3 separate regions of the Mus musculus genome follow, and regions 1 and 3 are each linked to region 2. Evidence: chromatin contacts called from public Hi-C and HiChIP or PLAC-seq data. All regions are on one chromosome and are shown on one strand. The core of a region is the stretch at or near the end of the contact, and the rest is flanking DNA. Distances in the headings are between cores, read along the strand shown. Region 1 has its middle 38 kb from the start of Armc3. Region 2 has its middle 6.3 kb from the start of Gm3363. Region 3 overlaps Dnajc1 (DnaJ heat shock protein family (Hsp40) member C1).

Evidence for each region. A called contact is a pair of places that touch in the nucleus more often than the background predicts. HiChIP or PLAC-seq counts read pairs in DNA pulled down with a chosen protein or histone mark.
Region 1: a contact with region 2 is called in an H3K4me3 HiChIP or PLAC-seq map of bone marrow-derived macrophages, with 4 times the contacts expected there. The contact joins two enhancer-like sites. A contact is called at or near these places in 2 of 484 Hi-C or Micro-C datasets (myocytes and uterus) and 1 of 115 datasets of contacts at active chromatin or transcription factors (bone marrow-derived macrophages).
Region 3: a contact with region 2 is called in a Hi-C map of tail fibroblasts, with 4 times the contacts expected there. The contact joins two enhancer-like sites. A contact is called at or near these places in 2 of 15 datasets of contacts at CTCF or cohesin (large pre-B cells and pro-B cells), 89 of 484 Hi-C or Micro-C datasets (the AML12 cell line, the AtT-20 cell line, B cells and 56 more) and 17 of 115 datasets of contacts at active chromatin or transcription factors (the NIH/3T3 cell line, the SCID.adh cell line, bone marrow-derived dendritic cells and 12 more).

The regions. Positions count from the first base shown.
Region 1 is chr2:19,159,675-19,162,374 of GRCm38.p6, forward strand. No RefSeq gene overlaps it. Among named protein-coding and RNA genes, the nearest start is that of Armc3, 38 kb to the right of the region's middle. Within about 2 kb of position 1,292, at least 27 of the 459 cell types and tissues checked have an H3K27ac peak or open chromatin away from gene starts, as enhancers often do. A contact at or near this core is called in bone marrow-derived macrophages and myocytes, where this site is marked.
Region 2 is chr2:18,765,781-18,768,480 of GRCm38.p6, forward strand. No RefSeq gene overlaps it. Among named protein-coding and RNA genes, the nearest start is that of Gm3363, 6.3 kb to the left of the region's middle. Within about 2 kb of position 1,346, at least 399 of the 459 cell types and tissues checked have an H3K27ac peak or open chromatin away from gene starts, as enhancers often do. A contact at or near this core is called in the HPC-7 cell line, beige adipocytes, bone marrow-derived macrophages and 3 more, where this site is marked.
Region 3 is chr2:18,371,116-18,373,815 of GRCm38.p6, forward strand. All of the region lies in intron 1 of Dnajc1 (DnaJ heat shock protein family (Hsp40) member C1), which reads right to left. Among named protein-coding and RNA genes, the nearest start is that of Dnajc1, 20 kb to the right of the region's middle. Within about 2 kb of position 1,321, at least 20 of the 459 cell types and tissues checked have an H3K27ac peak or open chromatin away from gene starts, as enhancers often do. A contact at or near this core is called in the HPC-7 cell line, beige adipocytes, tail fibroblasts and 1 more, where this site is marked.

The DNA of each region.
Region 1 (2,700 bases), core at 42-2,541, 390 kb after region 2:
GGGACATCAGTGCTTGCCACTGCTCAGCTGCCGACCACTTACCACGCTTAGGGTTTAGCAGAGCCAGCTTGCTTCACACAGGGCTGGCTGCAGTGCCAGCTGACAGAAGAATGTTTGCCACAGCCTGACTATCCATCTTGAAAAGGGACCCCACTGAAAGCAGAAATACTAGATAAGAAGGAAAGCACAAGAAAGGATGGATTATAATTGAATTGAAACTTTTCAAATCAAATTATTTGGCCACTATTCTTTTTGCTAATTTTAATCTGAAAACCATTTATGCTGTTCAGTGTTATTAATTCATAATGCACTGCAGTGCTTGATATAGCTTGGATGTTAATGTCTTCTGAAGGTTCAATCGTTAGAGGTTTGGTTCACAAACCGTGTTACTGTTCGCAGGAAGAGAAACATTTAGGAAGATAGGTCACTGGCCATATACACTTGAAGGACACATGGGACCTTCTTGTCTCTCTTTTTGTTTCCTAGAAATCTTAAATGAACAATTTTTCTCTATGAATTCCCATCAGGGCAGCCTATGCTGCAGTTACAACACAGCAGGTCTAAGACAGCAAGAACCAAAAACTCAAACCCAAGAAGTAAACTAAGCCCTTCTTTCATAAAACAAATAATTTCAGGCATTTTGTCAAAGTGACAGGAAACTAACAGTCTGCAATCAATCATGAAACATGATTGTGTGTGTGTGTGTGTGTGTGTGTGTGTGTGTGTGTGAGAGAGAGAGAGAGAGAGAGAGAGAGAGAGAGAGAGAGAAAACATACACTGTCTATATTTTCCTGGCTCTCATTTGATTTTAAGTACATGATAATATGGGCTTGGATAGCTTCTTAATCTGCTTTCTTTCTTTCCAGTCATTAATCTACGGCTGAGAAAGTTCTCAGTTATATCAGCTTTCACGGGATGCTGTGAAGGCTGTAAGTGGTTTAATCAGATGAGTTTCTTCTTGTAATAAGAACCCGGTATACAATTTATGCCCAATGAATATTTTTCAAAGGTGGGAGGGCAAGAAGGAGAGAAAGTGTCCACGTGAGAAAGTGTCCACGTGTTTATGTAAGTTTGCCAGAGTGACTGCGCCTGAGGTTTATGGATGCAATGTTGTTCTAGAGTGTGATAGATGCAGTGCTTCCCCTTAGCGGAGGGTGGGCACTGGGATGAGTAAGCATGAAAGTAGGGAAGCAAACACTGCCAAGCTAGAGATCAAATTATACAGGCTCTGCTGTTTCCTCCTGGAGCCTGCTGTGGGGGTGTGCCTCAAGACCTTCCTCCCGGGAGAGTCACATTTCAACACAATAGAAACCTTCATTCCCACTGTGAAGGGTGTGGCTCCCATCTCTTTCTGGCTCATCCTTCCTACTGGAGTGACTTTCTTTGGAGCTAAAAGCATCCTAGCCATTTGCAAGCACCTGAAGGGTAAAAGGCATAATGATGGCGGCGGCTCTGCCACATAGCTATTTTAGTGGTTAAAGATAGAACAGCTGAAGCCCAGTCTGTCCATAGCTTTGTGACCACTTTGCCACACCCAAGTCTGGGAAAGTGAAAGGGTCCTACAATATTAGTGATGAAAAACTGATGCTGAGTTTTCTGTGTCCTTCATAGACTATGACTGCCATGTCTGGATGTGATAAAGAGCCTATTAACTAGGAGTTTCACTGAGCTCAGGGTATTAATCTTTTCTGATTTTATATAAAACTCTTGGGGGTGGAGGGAGTTGTTGCTTAACTAAAGACCTCTAGAGAATTCTGAGTTGAATAAAGACACCAGAATACCCAGGAATAAGATGAGTCAATATAATCATGATATTTATATGCCAAGGAGATTTTAAGACAAGAGAGAGCTGAACTTACTTTTTTACCCAAAAATAAACTGTTGTCCACTGAAAGCATACTATGTGCTGCACTGCACTTAGTGAGCGCTTGTGAGAGCTTCACTCTGGCAAACAGAAAGGCACTGAAACTCCAGGGCTCAGCTTGTGTGCACTCTCCCCTAGCTGAGTTCATTCCTATGAATCCCAAACCTTCTACACAACAGCCACTCTTAGAGCTACAAATAGAGTCACGCTCACAGGTGCCAAGCGCTAGCCCACTATGAAGTACGGCCTTCAAGTACACAGACATCAGTTACAACTTGAGCTGGTATATTTCCTTAGCAACCCTGAGCTCTTCCAGGAACCTTTATCTCAGTGAATAATACCTTCTAGTCTCCAGTTACCTATGTGTGACACCTTAGTTGTCCTTGCTTCTCTCATGCTGGTGTCTCTGGTTTCTGTCATTCACCAATCTTATTGGTTCCAGATCCTGGATCTCTAGATCCATCTACTTCTCTCTGCTCCTCTCTACTCTGCTAATACTGTGTCCAAATAAGATTTCTTTTGCACATCCCTGAACAGGATATAGGGCCTCCTCATGTACACTAACTTACAGTTTGAACAGGAAGTGACCCTCACAAGCCCAAGTCAGTTGAATGCTTGGTCCCCTTTAGCAGAAGGGATCCAGCTAGAGGAGTAGATTTCTGGAGTCAGGCCATTCAGTGTATTTTCTTCCCACTGCTCATTTCTCTCCCTCTCTCTACCAATCTACATATAGACAATGTTTGTACCAGGCCGCTCTTGCCACAATGCTCTGCCTCACTGTGGGTGGGGAATCATCGGTGTCAAGGTCCATGGACTGAAGCTTCTAAAATTGTGAC
Region 2 (2,700 bases), core at 96-2,595:
AACAGAAAGGAAAACAAATACAAAGTAGCACGTTAGTGAACACTTATGAGAAAGTACAGCTGACTGTTCCTAAACAGAAAGGAAAACAGATACAAAGTAGCACGTTAGTGAACACGTATGAGAAAGTGTAGCTGACTGTTCGTTCTGCAGCTTTCAGGCAAAGCTCAAGCCTTGGGAGTGTCCGTGGTAGAGACTGATATGCCGGGTAGTGTTTGTTTTCTGCCTCTGTGAAGGTTTGTCTCATACTGTTCTAACTCACCTTGCGCTGGGACCTTGGGCAGATAGAGGCAGAACATTCCACCATCAGGGCCCCTATAAGGAAGCAGGGTTGAATCTTTACCCTCATTTGTTGGGGGTTATCTGTCAGGGAGGGAACAGGAGTGGAACCCTCCGCAGAAAGGCCAGCCCTGGACACCACGAAGCAGAGGTGGTGGTGAGGTTGGTGGGGCTAAGTAAATCTGGAGAAGTACATCAATTGCTCTGGGTGTTCTTTAGGCAACAACATTGCCATATTGTTCTTTAGGATATTTTCTTTCTATTGTTGGAGTGAATCTACTCTTAGAGGACTTAGTTCTGAGAAGGATGCTTTTAAGGCTCATGTAAATTTCCTAAGCAGTAAATATTTTTTTCCTATCAGCTTGTCTCTCAGTCACCTACCCCCTAGCAGCAGCTTCTCCCCCAAAACAGACACCCTACTTCGGCCAACTTTTGAGGACATTATTTTACTTACAGTTTGAGCAGAATAAACTTTATATACCTTTAGATTACACTTCTGTGAATTGTGGCAACTGTGATGTAATCACCACTGCTTTTGAGCTATAAAGTTATTGTCCAGCCTGCAGTGTACTACTTTCGTTTTCTGGCCAGGCAAAGGCTTTGTTTACAGCTTTTAAACATGGACTCTAGTTGGTCGTGATCTTTTCTGCGATTTTCCTCATGTTATGTTTTCAGATCCTTGTGAGTTGTTACCTGTATTAACACTGAGTTAATGCTAGGTTCCTTCTTGAGGGTGTGATGTGCTTTTAGACAGTGTTACCTGCATTATCCTCATTACTCCTCACCATCCTGACCAGAACAGCACTCCACTGACCAGAACAGACACTGGTAAAACCTGCTCCCTGGAAGTGGGCGCAATCACCCTCGGATGCAATCCAGGCCCAGAACGTCCCCGAAGCTGGAGCTGGGCGGCCGCTGGGCCACTGGAGTGCGCAGATGACGGATCCTCAGGCTCACAGAAGGTAGAATCCTGGCCAGAAAATAACCCGAACTCGGTCTAAGGCAGCGGTTCCGGGAGCAGCATGCTTATAAGAGCAAGGACAAACCGCACTACACCCGGCGTTTCCCTCCGCGCGCGGACGGCTCTACTTCCCGGCTGGGCGCTTGGCTCGGGGATCGTGGGGCTCGTAAGCTCTCCGTGGGCGCCTTTCCCGATGTCGTCGCTGGGCTTCCCGGGAGCAGGGGTGGCCGCGCTGCCGCCGCGCGCTGCACAGAGCTGACCTTGTTCTGCGCGGTGTCTGCTTGAATGGCGTCGGGAGTTGGGGTCGGGACGCGTGGGCCCAAGGCGCCCCGGCCTGCCATCCCCTCGGGCCCCGCAGCGGACTTTCGTTTTGTGCTGAGCGCCAGGGCATTGTTCCCCTACTCATGGACTCACCGGGTGGCTTTGTCTGTCGGCCTTCCTGGGGCGGAAGGAGGGCAAAGGCTGGGGCGTGGATTTGGATTGTGCACCACCTTCTCCTTTAGCTTTGAGCCACTGGCCGTTGTCCCCTTTAGGGTTTTGATCTTTGGGTTTTATTGTTTTCTTGTGCTCAAAATTGCGTACAGAAGCTAGTTTTCTGGCTCTTTGCACCATCATCTTGTGTTAGGAGAAAGGAAAGAAAGGAAGGAAGGAGGGAAGGAAGGAAGGGAAGGAAAGGAGGGAGGGAGGGAAGGAAGAAAGAAAGAAAAGAAAAGAAAAGAAAAGAAAAGAAAAGAAAAGGAGGAAAAGAAAGGAAAGGAAAGGAAAGGAAAAAGAAGAGAGGAGAGGAGGGGAGAGGAGGAGAGGGGAGGGGAGGGGAGAGGAGGGGAGGGGAGGGGAGGGGAGGGGAGAGGAGGAGAGGGGATGGGGAGAAGGAGAGGAGAGGAGGAGAGGGGAGGGGGAGAGGAGAGGAGAGGAGGAGAAGAGGAGAGGAGAGGAGAGGAGAGGAGAGGAGAGGAGAGGAGAGGAGAGGAGAGGAGAGGAGAGGAGAGGAGAGGAGAGGAGAAGAGAAGAGAAGAGAAGAGAAGAGAAGAGAAGAGAAGAGAAGAGAAGAGAAGAGAAGAGAAGAGAAGAGAAGAGAAGAGAAGAGAAGAGAAAAAAGAATATGAGGCCTCCTCGGGATGGTGTGCAACCCTTGGCAGAAGCAATGTGACCTCGGGGCCTAGGGGAGGGAATTGACCTGTGTTAGAATTAGGGTTAGGGGTCCTATGATTTAAGACTATCCAAAGCAAACGTGGGAAGAAACTGAAGTCTAAGAAGTCATCATCTATTTGTTCATACAACCTGTCAGGAATGAGAAAACAAATAAGTAATAGCAAATAAATAATACCAGCAAGGCGGAATGTGAGCTCAAGGCTGGCTTTAGAACTACTTTTCGCCAATTACCTCCCACAGTCATGACATTTTAAACCTTTTGCATACAGTTTATGTATTTGCTTATTGGTTTCTCTCCTTCCTGTAAACCT
Region 3 (2,700 bases), core at 71-2,570, 390 kb before region 2:
TATACATGTTCTTTACTATGAAATGATAACTACTCAAGTTTTTTGTCATGAAGGTTTGCTTTTAGTTTAATTTGTTTGGTTGGTTTTGTTAGAGTCACCTCAATTTTTCTTCTAGGAAAATCAGATAGAGTAACTTCCCTTGGGCAGACTGTTCTCGAGAGACTGTAGAGCGTGCTGAAGGGGTTTATAAGTCACAGACCACAAGCTGATGCATGAGCGGCTCTATCTGTGACTACACTGATGGCTTAAAAAAACAAAAACAAAAAAACCCTTTGCATCTTGAAAAGCTTTGTATTTTTTAAGACAGTAACAGGCGTACTGCTGTTTCATCTTCCTGCTTCCCAAACAGGCATATGGCTTCTTTTAACTATGTGTATTTGAGAGCAAGAATCCTATTTCCACACACTCTAAAAACTAAAAAACCCACACCGCAACACGGTGTTCAAATATTTGGTAAAGAACATCTTGTGAAATACTTACTGGCTTATGTGAAAAGCTTTATTTCTATAAAGTATGTGAGACTGCAAAAGATGTGATTTGTTCAATGATAAACTAAGGCCATCCACATAAATGTTGTGTCTTTTTATTGCATTTTTGTTTTGTTGTTAAGACAAGGTCTTATGTAGCTCAATCAGGCCTCAAAATGCTTTATAGTCAAAGCTGTCTTCAAACTTCTGATCCTGAGGTCTCAGCCTCCCAAATGCCAAGATTACAGGAGCACCACACCACACTTAGCTCTCTATTTTCCTGTTACTCACACCCTCAAAGGCTCAACATTATCCTACATGCAAAAACAGCATGTCAAGTTTTCTCCAAACACACCAGTTATCACTGAATCTTAATAATACTTTAAAAATTACTAATTAAAGCCAGGCATGGTGATAGATGCCTTTCAGCACTTGGGAGGCAAAGACAAACAGATCTCTTTGGGTTCAAGGCCAGCTTAGTCTACACAGTGGGTTTCAGGTCAGCCAGGGGTAACATAGTGAGATTACATCTCAAGCAAATGAACAAACAAACAAAACTGTCTGGTCAAAATGCTAACAGATAGCTCGAGGACAAGTCTGAAGGAATCCAGACCCAATAAAGATTAACAGCCACTTAAAATGATTGCCCTTGCCTTTCAGGAGCAAGGGATGTTCTCAGCTCTGGCTTCTCTCAACTCTTCTTCCTAAGCCACAAAATGCAAAAGAGCTGAAGAATTCTGTCTTCTTGGGACAAAGGCTATATTTATTGATTTCTATGATCATGTTAAGATCGGTGAAGGAAGAGACGAGCTTCCCTCAGTCTTTTCACAAATTTAGGTTACCCACGGGCTCTCCTATTTCTCTTCTCTTCCATAACTCCAGTACAACCGCAGTAAAGGGTCTCATCAAACGAAGCAGCATCAGTGAAGAGCCATAGGGGCTGATGGTAAGTGTAAGTAGCAGAAACCCCTCACCCTGCTCGAGAGCGAGCCAGAGCACACGGATGCTTTCTCAGACATTATTCATCACACAGCTGTCCCCTACTTCCTGAAATAATCTCACGAGCTAGAAGCAGACAAACTAGAATACTAGGACTTAGTATTCAAATACCAGACAAACTTCAGGAATTTATCTTAGCTACCATCAGACTTCAAGAGAAATGAAAACAATATGATACACTATGCCACGTAAACACACTATTTAGCTAAAAGCTGCAATCTAGGTAAGTTTAAGTTACAACATGCAGATTTGGTAAAGATTCCTCTCAGAAATCCACTTCCTTCTTTTCTAGATAGCCACATAAACCAAACCTTGAATCAAAATACATTTTGTAAAGGTGAAGCAAGTACCCAAAGCACTAATTCTTAGACCCAAACAACAACTCACGTGGCCCAATGTCCAGACCTCGTGCATGTGTTCTCAATAACTGCTAAGTCAGTTTAGGATGTGAGTTTAGACCTGATCCCAAGCATGTGACCAAAATACAGTCATCCAGAAGCGGAAAGTCAAGTATTAAGGTTTTTTTTTTTTTATTTCCCTCTACTAAACAAAGCAAAAACAAACAAACAAAAACAAAACAAGACAAAACCTTAATATAGCTAATATAGTATCTGAGTCAGGAAGGCAATATTCCTGAAAAACTATGCCACCTATGCTAAACATTCTACTTGAGATCAGAATTTAAAATTTTTTCAAATAATCTAAAACAGAAACCACCCTAGATCTCCCCTAAGAAGAAGGAGGATTTTAAGAACTGGCTTAGAAGGCAGATGGAAATGCTTGTGGGGATGTAATTAATTTTTAGGGTCTTGTTGCTTTCATTAGTCCTCATAGCATCTATACATTTTGGAGGACTCTACCCCCACCCACTCTTTCCTGCAATTTCTGCAGTTTGGAGACTACAATCTTGCAACATATGAACCCATACATAGGGATATAGGAGAAATATCTGGCATGTGGAGAAAGCCTATCTAAAGAAGGAATGATGAAATGCAACTTAAAGGCAGAATTCCAGTAAAAGAGATAGCTTAGTTTGCTTTTTTCCCCTTTGTCCACAATAGCTTTACTGATGAAGCAACTCTGCAAGTCAGACTATCGTTCAATAGATAAAAGGACCATTAATCTCTTTTCCTTCTCTCAGCAAAGCTTGTTACAGGTCTTCAACCTCTTTGCTGTTTTTTCTAACAATCAAAGTCGTCTGTCCTAACTTTCACTGCTTTCTTACCAGAAACTC